2 separate regions of the Sus scrofa genome follow, and region 2 is linked to region 1. Evidence: chromatin contacts called from public Hi-C data. All regions are on one chromosome and are shown on one strand. Each heading gives the region's core, a stretch centred on a gene start, on an enhancer-like site or on the middle of the called end of the contact. The rest is flanking DNA. Distances are from core to core; before and after follow the strand shown. Region 1 holds the start of MIER1 (mesoderm induction early response protein 1). Region 2 overlaps TCTEX1D1 (Tctex1 domain containing 1).

Evidence for each region. Hi-C and Micro-C count contacts between places; a contact is called where the count stands out from the background.
Region 2: a Hi-C map of fibroblasts shows a contact between it and region 1, with 5 times the contacts expected there. The contact joins the enhancer-like site here to the promoter of MIER1 in region 1. A contact is called at or near these places in 5 of 47 Hi-C or Micro-C datasets (embryonic fibroblasts, epiblast stem cells, fibroblasts and 1 more) and 2 of 2 datasets of contacts at active chromatin or transcription factors (alveolar macrophages and skeletal muscle).

The regions. Positions count from the first base shown.
Region 1 is chr6:145,678,599-145,682,145 of Sscrofa11.1, forward strand. It overlaps MIER1 (mesoderm induction early response protein 1), which reads right to left and starts at 1,465. Exons shown (of 14, transcript XM_021096499.1): 1 at 1,272-1,465; 2 at 126-226. The coding sequence starts at 1,338. WDR78 (WD repeat-containing protein 78) reads left to right here and starts at 1,537. Exons shown (of 19, transcript XM_021096495.1): 1 at 1,537-1,591; 2 at 1,594-1,641; 3 at 1,644-1,704. The coding sequence starts at 1,537.
Region 2 is chr6:145,800,886-145,804,486 of Sscrofa11.1, forward strand. All of the region lies in intron 2 of TCTEX1D1 (Tctex1 domain containing 1), which reads right to left. Among named protein-coding and RNA genes, the nearest start is that of TCTEX1D1, 12 kb to the right of the region's middle. Within about 2 kb of position 1,541, at least 3 of the 83 cell types and tissues checked have an H3K27ac peak or open chromatin away from gene starts, as enhancers often do.

The DNA of each region.
Region 1 (3,547 bases), core at 215-2,714:
TCCAAACTCTGGAAATTATTAGCCCATCAGTCGTTCTCATACACTAGAAGAGTAATATAACATTTATATTACTTGAGGGAGTTTGGACTTTCCCTCCCTTAATCTCCAAGCGTGCCCCTGCCTACCAGCATCACATCCGTCTTGTCTGCATTGAACCTCAACCAGTTGGTTCTTAACCACGTCCGAAACTCAGCCAGGCACTGGGAGAATCGAGCCACCACACCATCTGGATCAAAGGAAAGAGAGCCTCAGTAGTAAGGAGACCAAAGACGATGATACCACAAGCTCCCCATTCACCCTGTCTCTAATTTTTTAAAACACGGTCAAGAATTGGGACAGGAATCCCACGACAATTTTAGAAAAACATTAATGAGCCTTGGGTCATGCAGTCTGTAACTGATGGTAATGAAATAAAAGCGACCCCAAAAATAGGTCGCCTTATTCCACCCATGACTGAAGAAAGGTTCACTCAACTCCGGGTGGTCTCAGCTAAGCGGCCTCAGTGGAGGGGCCAGTCTTGTAATTGCATAAGCTTTTCTGCAAAATTAAGAGTTTTAGCGTTGGAGGAAGCTTTGGGGATAAATGGGGCCCAGAGGTGGATAATGACTCGCCCAAGGTCACATAGCGAAGACTAGCGATGGGCTCCAGGCCAGAGATCTTTCCACCAAAAGCTGAAAGAACAAGGCCATTCAAAGGCGGGGGAGGCATCTGTCTCCAGGGTGGGGCTGCGAGGACCTCACTCCCTTACAATAACGCCTTCTTCGAGCCTCTCTTCCCTCCCTCACTCCCTCTGAAAAGGGCCGGTTCGCCCAAGGGCTGCAGTGGGATCGAATCCGTGATACAGAGGCAAAGAGGCGGAGCCACGGGCACCATCAGCTTGGCCCCACCCCGACCAGGTTCGGGATCAGACTGAAGAAAGGGGCGGAAGCCGACAGGGCGAGGCGAACTCACTCCGCAGCGGATTCCCAGCGCGCCGCGGATGCTGGGGAAGACCGGCGCTGCAGCCACCACCGCCAAAGCAAAAGACCCGGCTGGGAAGGGGTGGGCGGCGGAGAGGCGCTGCGCATGCGCCCTGGGTGGCCGGCGCCACTTCGGGAGGGGGAGCAAGAAGGGCTTGATCTCTCAGCCCCTCCCCGGAAGTTAAGGATCTTCCGGGCGATACAGTGCGGTGGGGGAGGGGAAGGAGAAAAAGGGTACCGGGGACACTTGGAGAGCCCTTCATCCCAAATAGGACTAGGAGAGGATAGATGGTTTATGGAGGCTGCACTTACAGCCGCTGCCGCTGCTGCCACCGCCACCTTCGCTGCTGCCGCCACCGCCTGAAGAAGCCCCATCCATCCGCCTGCAGCCGGGGAGACTCAGAGCCTGGGAGGGGCCTGGGGCCCGGGCCGCCCGCCTCCTTCTTCTAGTCGTCGGCCGGAGCTTCCTCTTGCTCCGCCAACCCTCTGCCCTCCCCTTCGCCTCCGCCCTCCTCCTGGGCCTCTAGCCGCCAGCCAACCGCGCGGCCGCTTGTTGAGCCAGGGCTCCACTGTCTCCATGACGCCCGGCAAACATTCCCGTGCCTCAGCTGGAGCCGCTAACGCCGAGGGTTGGGATACTGGGTCTCCAGAAGCAGCCAAGGAAGGGGGTGGTCGACCACTCCCATCCGGTCGCCGCCATGCCCATCTCTCCGGTAAACAGCCGCAAGCAGCAGAATCTCGGGGTGTAAGTTCCGGCGCTGAAACTTTAGTCCATCCCGCCTGATCCCGGAGAGAGCCCTTTCAGAGCCTTTTACTGCATCTGTGTTCAATCAGCAGTCTTGGAAGCTCCTAGGCGGCAGTGTTTCCTTCCTTGACCTAATACATCCTTTTCTAAACCTCTACTGCTGTGCTTGCTCTCTTAGAAAAGAACCTAGTTTGTTTAGAACTACCTTTCGTCCTAGTACTCCTGTTTTTTTGTTTTGTTTTCGGTCTGCAGTCTCAAGCCTTTTGCCTTCAAATTGTGCCGAGATGTTCAATCCTCTCAACTTCTATGACTCATCAGACTGTACATTGCTATGCGCTGTAGTCGAGGTTTTTTCCTGCCTCCTCCTCATACCATCCTCCCTTAAAACTCATTCCAGCTCACAACGTTCTGTTGTTCTGCAGCAGTGGATGAGAGGCTGGAGAAAAGCAGACAGCTCTGGCGATTTGTCTCACATTTAAACTTATATGGTCCCTTAGTCTAGCAGCCCCACTAAAGTTTCCTAATTCCTCGGCCCTTCCATGCTTCCAGACCACTTTTGTTCTCTCTTTTCAAGCCTTCTGTGACTCTGCTCTCCAGTCTCTTCCAGCTGTCTTTCTTTAGCAGAACTTGTTGAATGAACTTGGAAGAGAACCTTGCGTTCTCTCTTGAATATGGTACTCAGGTCTTTGTCCATCCTACCACTTCTCTCTCTCACACACACACAAATAGCTTTTGTGAAGGTAAGCAATAGCTCTCCAGCTATCCAACTGGACATTTCTCAGTTTCTTTTCTAACACATTCATTAGCAGTTTTCATCTAGTTTATCACTTCTTGAGTTTCGAATCACATAATTGGGTTTCTGGAACACCACCCCTCCTTAATTGTCCCCTTGGTTTATGTCTACCTCTTTTCAAAATACTCTGCTGGTACCTCATCTCGTCCATACCTAAATGTGGGAGTGTTGCTGGGATCAGTGTTTAAACCTCTTTTCCGCACTATTGTTTTTTGCCTTTCAGAATTACCTGTATACTGATGCTTTACAAGTTTATCTGTAGGCTTTTCCACGAAAACAGACAAACATCTGCACTTAGGAGTTAATAGGCATCTCAAAATTCGTATCTAAACCTGAACTTATTCCCCCTCTAACAGTCACCCTCAACATGTAAATCACTGTGGCTTTTCTGGAAAGCATCCAGTTTTTCCCATTTCATTCAGAGTGAAAGCCCACATCCTTGCAGGGCCCTACAGGACCTCACCTTGGACTCTTCACCTTGGCTGACTAAATACACTCAGATGGTTCCACAATGGTACAGGCACATTTCCCTACCTCAAGATGTGCATTTGCTGTTCTTTAGAATATTATACCCCCTTGTAATCTCATGACTCATTTCCTTCAGGTGTCACCTCATCAAAGAGTCCTTCCCTAAGTACCTTACATGAAATAATAATACTCCTCCCAGCACAGGTTCCTCAACTTGCTTTATTCTTCTCCATAAAACTTATTCGTGTTTGGCATATTATATATTTGTTAATCTGTCTTCATCCAAGCAATGATGTATTCCATGAAGGCAGAGATTTTTTTCCACCATTATTGCCTAGAATTGAAGAAGACACTCAGTAAATACTTGCTGACAGCAAATGAATGAATATGTACTTCAGTAACATTAGCTACTGCTCATCTTGTCTGGTTTTTGTTTTTACTTGTAGGTATGGAAATCTCAAAGTAAAATTAAGTTTTATTTCATGTAAATTTTTTAAATGTCATAGAACCCTCATAGTACCTGAGAGAGTGTTAGAAAAATTCTTTGGGGGATTTCTTAAATAATAACACATTAATGAGAAG
Region 2 (3,601 bases), core at 291-2,790, 120 kb after region 1:
TTTTTTTTTTTTTTTTTTTTTTGCCTTTTTGCCTTTTTGCCTTTTCTAGGGCTGCTTCTGCGGCATATGGAGGTTCCCAGGCGAGGGGTCTAATCTGAGCTGTAGCCACCAGCCTATGCCAGAGCCACAGCAATGCGGGATCCGAGCTGCATCAGCAACCTACACCACAGCTCATGGCAACGCTGGGTCCTTAACCCACTGAGGGAGGCCAGGGATTGAACCTGCAACCTCATGGTTCCTAGTCAGATTTGTTAACCACTGTGCCACGACGGGAACTCCTGTCTGGTATTTTTGAAGAAGTGCATAGAGGCCAGAGGGAGCAAGCCAAGGGTGGAAGACGATGAAGGTACCAGGGTGTCAGGCAGTAAGCCCATGTAGGGCTTTGTGGGCCATTTTAAAACCTTGGCTTTTATTCTGATAGAGCAGGAGCCTTTATAGAGTTTTGAGCAGAGGAATAGCAAGCTCTACTTTATATGTTACGACGATAACTCCGAATGCTGTGCTGAGAATAGACTATAGGCCGGCCTGTGTAAAAATAGGAAGCCCAATTAGAAAGCTTTTATAGTAATCCACGCAAGTGATGATAGTAACTGCTATACAGGAAACTACATCTCTCCCAAATCCATGGGCTGAAGCCTTCACACCCTCCCTTCCCACCTGCCCCTGTGTGTGTATTAGAGATAGGGCCTTTAAAGAGATGATTAGGGAGTTCCCACTGTGGCGCAATGGTTAACGAATCCGACTAGGAACCATGAGGTTTCGGGTTCAATCCCTGGCCTCCCTCAGTGCGTTAAGGATCCAGCGTTGCCGTGAGCTGTGGTGTAGGTTGCAGACACAGCTCGGATCCCACATTGCTGTGGCTCTGGCTTAGACTGGTGGCTACAGCTCAGATTAGACCCCTAGCCTGGGAACCTCCATATGCTGCGGGAGCGGCCCTAGAAAAGGCAAAAGACAAATAAAAAATAAAAAAATAAAAAAAAAATTAAAGAGATGATTAAGGTTAAGTGAAGAGGAAGAGACTCCATCATGTGAAGACATGGTGAAAAGGTGGCCGCCTGCAAATCAGGAAGCGGGCCCTCACCAGAACCTAACCAATATGGCACTCTGATTCCAGAATTCCAGCCTCCAGAGCTGTGAGAAAATAAATTCCTATTGTTAAAGCCCCTCAGTCTGTGGTATTCTGCTATGGCAGCTCAGGCTGACTAAGGCAGTGACCCAGGTGGAGAAGGTACCAGTAGGGGATCGTCCTAAGTAGCTGGATTCTGAGTATATTTTAAACATTGACAGAACCTCCTGATGAGTGGGAAGGAAGGTAGTTAGATGGAGTTAAGTTGTGAGCATGTTGAGTTTGTGATGTCTACTGAAGTGAGGGGAGGAGAAGCCATTAGACCTTTGAGTCTGGGCTTTGGGAGCGATGGTTGGGCTGCAGATGTAAATTGGGGGGCATAACACCACGTCTCAATCACTAGACTGGACAAGATTCCCGAGGAGAGAAGCACAGGACAAGAGAAGAAGGGGACAAAGGACGGCTCCCTGACGCACTCCTACATTAGGAAACTGGGAAGAAGAGGAGGGACCAGTGAAGAAGATTGGGAAAGAGGGACTGGCCAGGTATAAAGAAGGAAAACAGGAGACCGTGTGTCCTGAAGCCCAAGGGCAGACAGTCTTTCCAGGAGGAAGGAGTGGTGGAGGGTGTCAGATGCAGAGAGGTCAAAGAAGAGGAGAACTGAGGACTGACTGCTGCATGAGCAATGGGAAAGTCATTATGACCTTGACAGGAGCAATATCAGGAGTTCTAGGACAGTCTATTTTGTTCACCACTGTATCTTTAGCACCTGGCACAATGCCTGTAACCCAGGCAACAAACATTGTGTTCAGTGAACAAAAGACATGGCACTGTGATGAAGTCATTATTATTCTTATTTTGTAGATAATATGTTAAGACTCAAAGAATATTACATAGTAGCTAGTTAACAGAAGATCAGGGATTCAAACTCAGGTCTGCTTGGATATCAGAATTCTATGTAAGAATAACAATCAGTCCTTGCTCTGTACTTAGGTGTGCTGAGAACCATTCCAGGTGCTTCCATGTATGGCTGTAATAAATTCCCATCGCACCTGGAAGTGACATTTACTATTTTAACCTTATTTTGAAGAAGAAACTGAAGCATAGAAGGCTTACTAACTTATGCAAGATCAGCAGCTTGGATGTGCTCAAGCTGGAACTTGACCCCAGCCCGTCTTCTGAGTCGCCCTGTTCCACTCACTAAGTTGATGCTATTCCATTCACTCCTTTAACTACACAGTTGCCCCTGGGGGGTTAGGAGTGCCGACCCTCTTTTGCAGTGGAAAATGCAGCATAAATTCTGGTCAGCTCTCAGGATCTGGGTTGAATTTCTTCTCTATCCTTGATTCCACATCCACGGTTTTGAAACAAAACCCCCACCTGTTATAAGTGAACCCATGCATTTCAAACTCCGGTTGTCGAAGGATCAACTGAATTGCATTAGCTAGCCAGGGCTGTCAGAGCCAAGTACCGTGGACCGAGGGGCTTAAACAACAGCAATGAACTGCCTGACAGTTCTGGAGGAACGGATTCCTTCTGAGAGCTGTGAAAAAAGGATCTTTTCCTGGCCTCTCTCCTCGGCTTGCAGATGGCTGTCTCTTCCCTGTTTGTGTCCCAGTTTCCTTTTCTTATAAGGACACCAGTCATATTGGATTAGGGGCCACCTTGATGAACTCATTTAAAACTTAACCACCTCTCTTAAAGACCCTGTTTCACATTCTGCGATACTGGGGATTAGGACTTCAGCATATGAATTTGGCAGGGGGTGTGGGATGCATAATTTAGCCCATAACAAGTACAAGTATTAGGGTCAGAGAACCACACTTGCTGTGTCACCTGGGAGTTGTAATATGCCGGCAGGTTTCCAAGCCTCAGTTTCCTCAATATAGGGGGATAATAAGGCATGTATACCCCTAATTTTCCTAAATACTATTAAATTTCTTCGCTGAGTGCCTGTATAAACTTTGCTTCCCACTAACTTTGCCAACATTTGCTTCTATTCTCTCTTCTTATATTTTGCCATTCAGATGGGTGCAATATGGTATCTTGTTTTAATTTGCATTTTTCTCATTCCAAGTGAATTTAAGCATCTCTTCACATTCTGCTTCACCATTTGGGCTTTGCTTCTGTAAACTGCTATTTATCTCTTTTGACTATTTAAAACTTGTTTTCCGCGGTTATTTTTTTTTTAGATTGTTAATGTGCATGAGCTAAAAACTGTATATCTTCTACTAGCCTGTAAACTGCTTATTGTCTTCTTTGTGGAACAGAAATGCTAAGTTTTATTGTAGTTGTATTTATCAAGTTTTTTTTTTATGGTTTTAGTTTTTCATTTTGGGATGAAATATTTCCCTCTCACAGAACACAAAAATATTCTATACTTTCCTCTATTAACTCTATAGCTTTCCACATTTCAGTCTTCCATGAAAATGGTGTAAGAATCCAGCTTCATTTGCCTTCATATAGTAAGCCAGTTTTCTCCCAATACCATCCATCAAAAAAAAAAAAAAAAAAAATCCGTCATTTCTCTGTGTT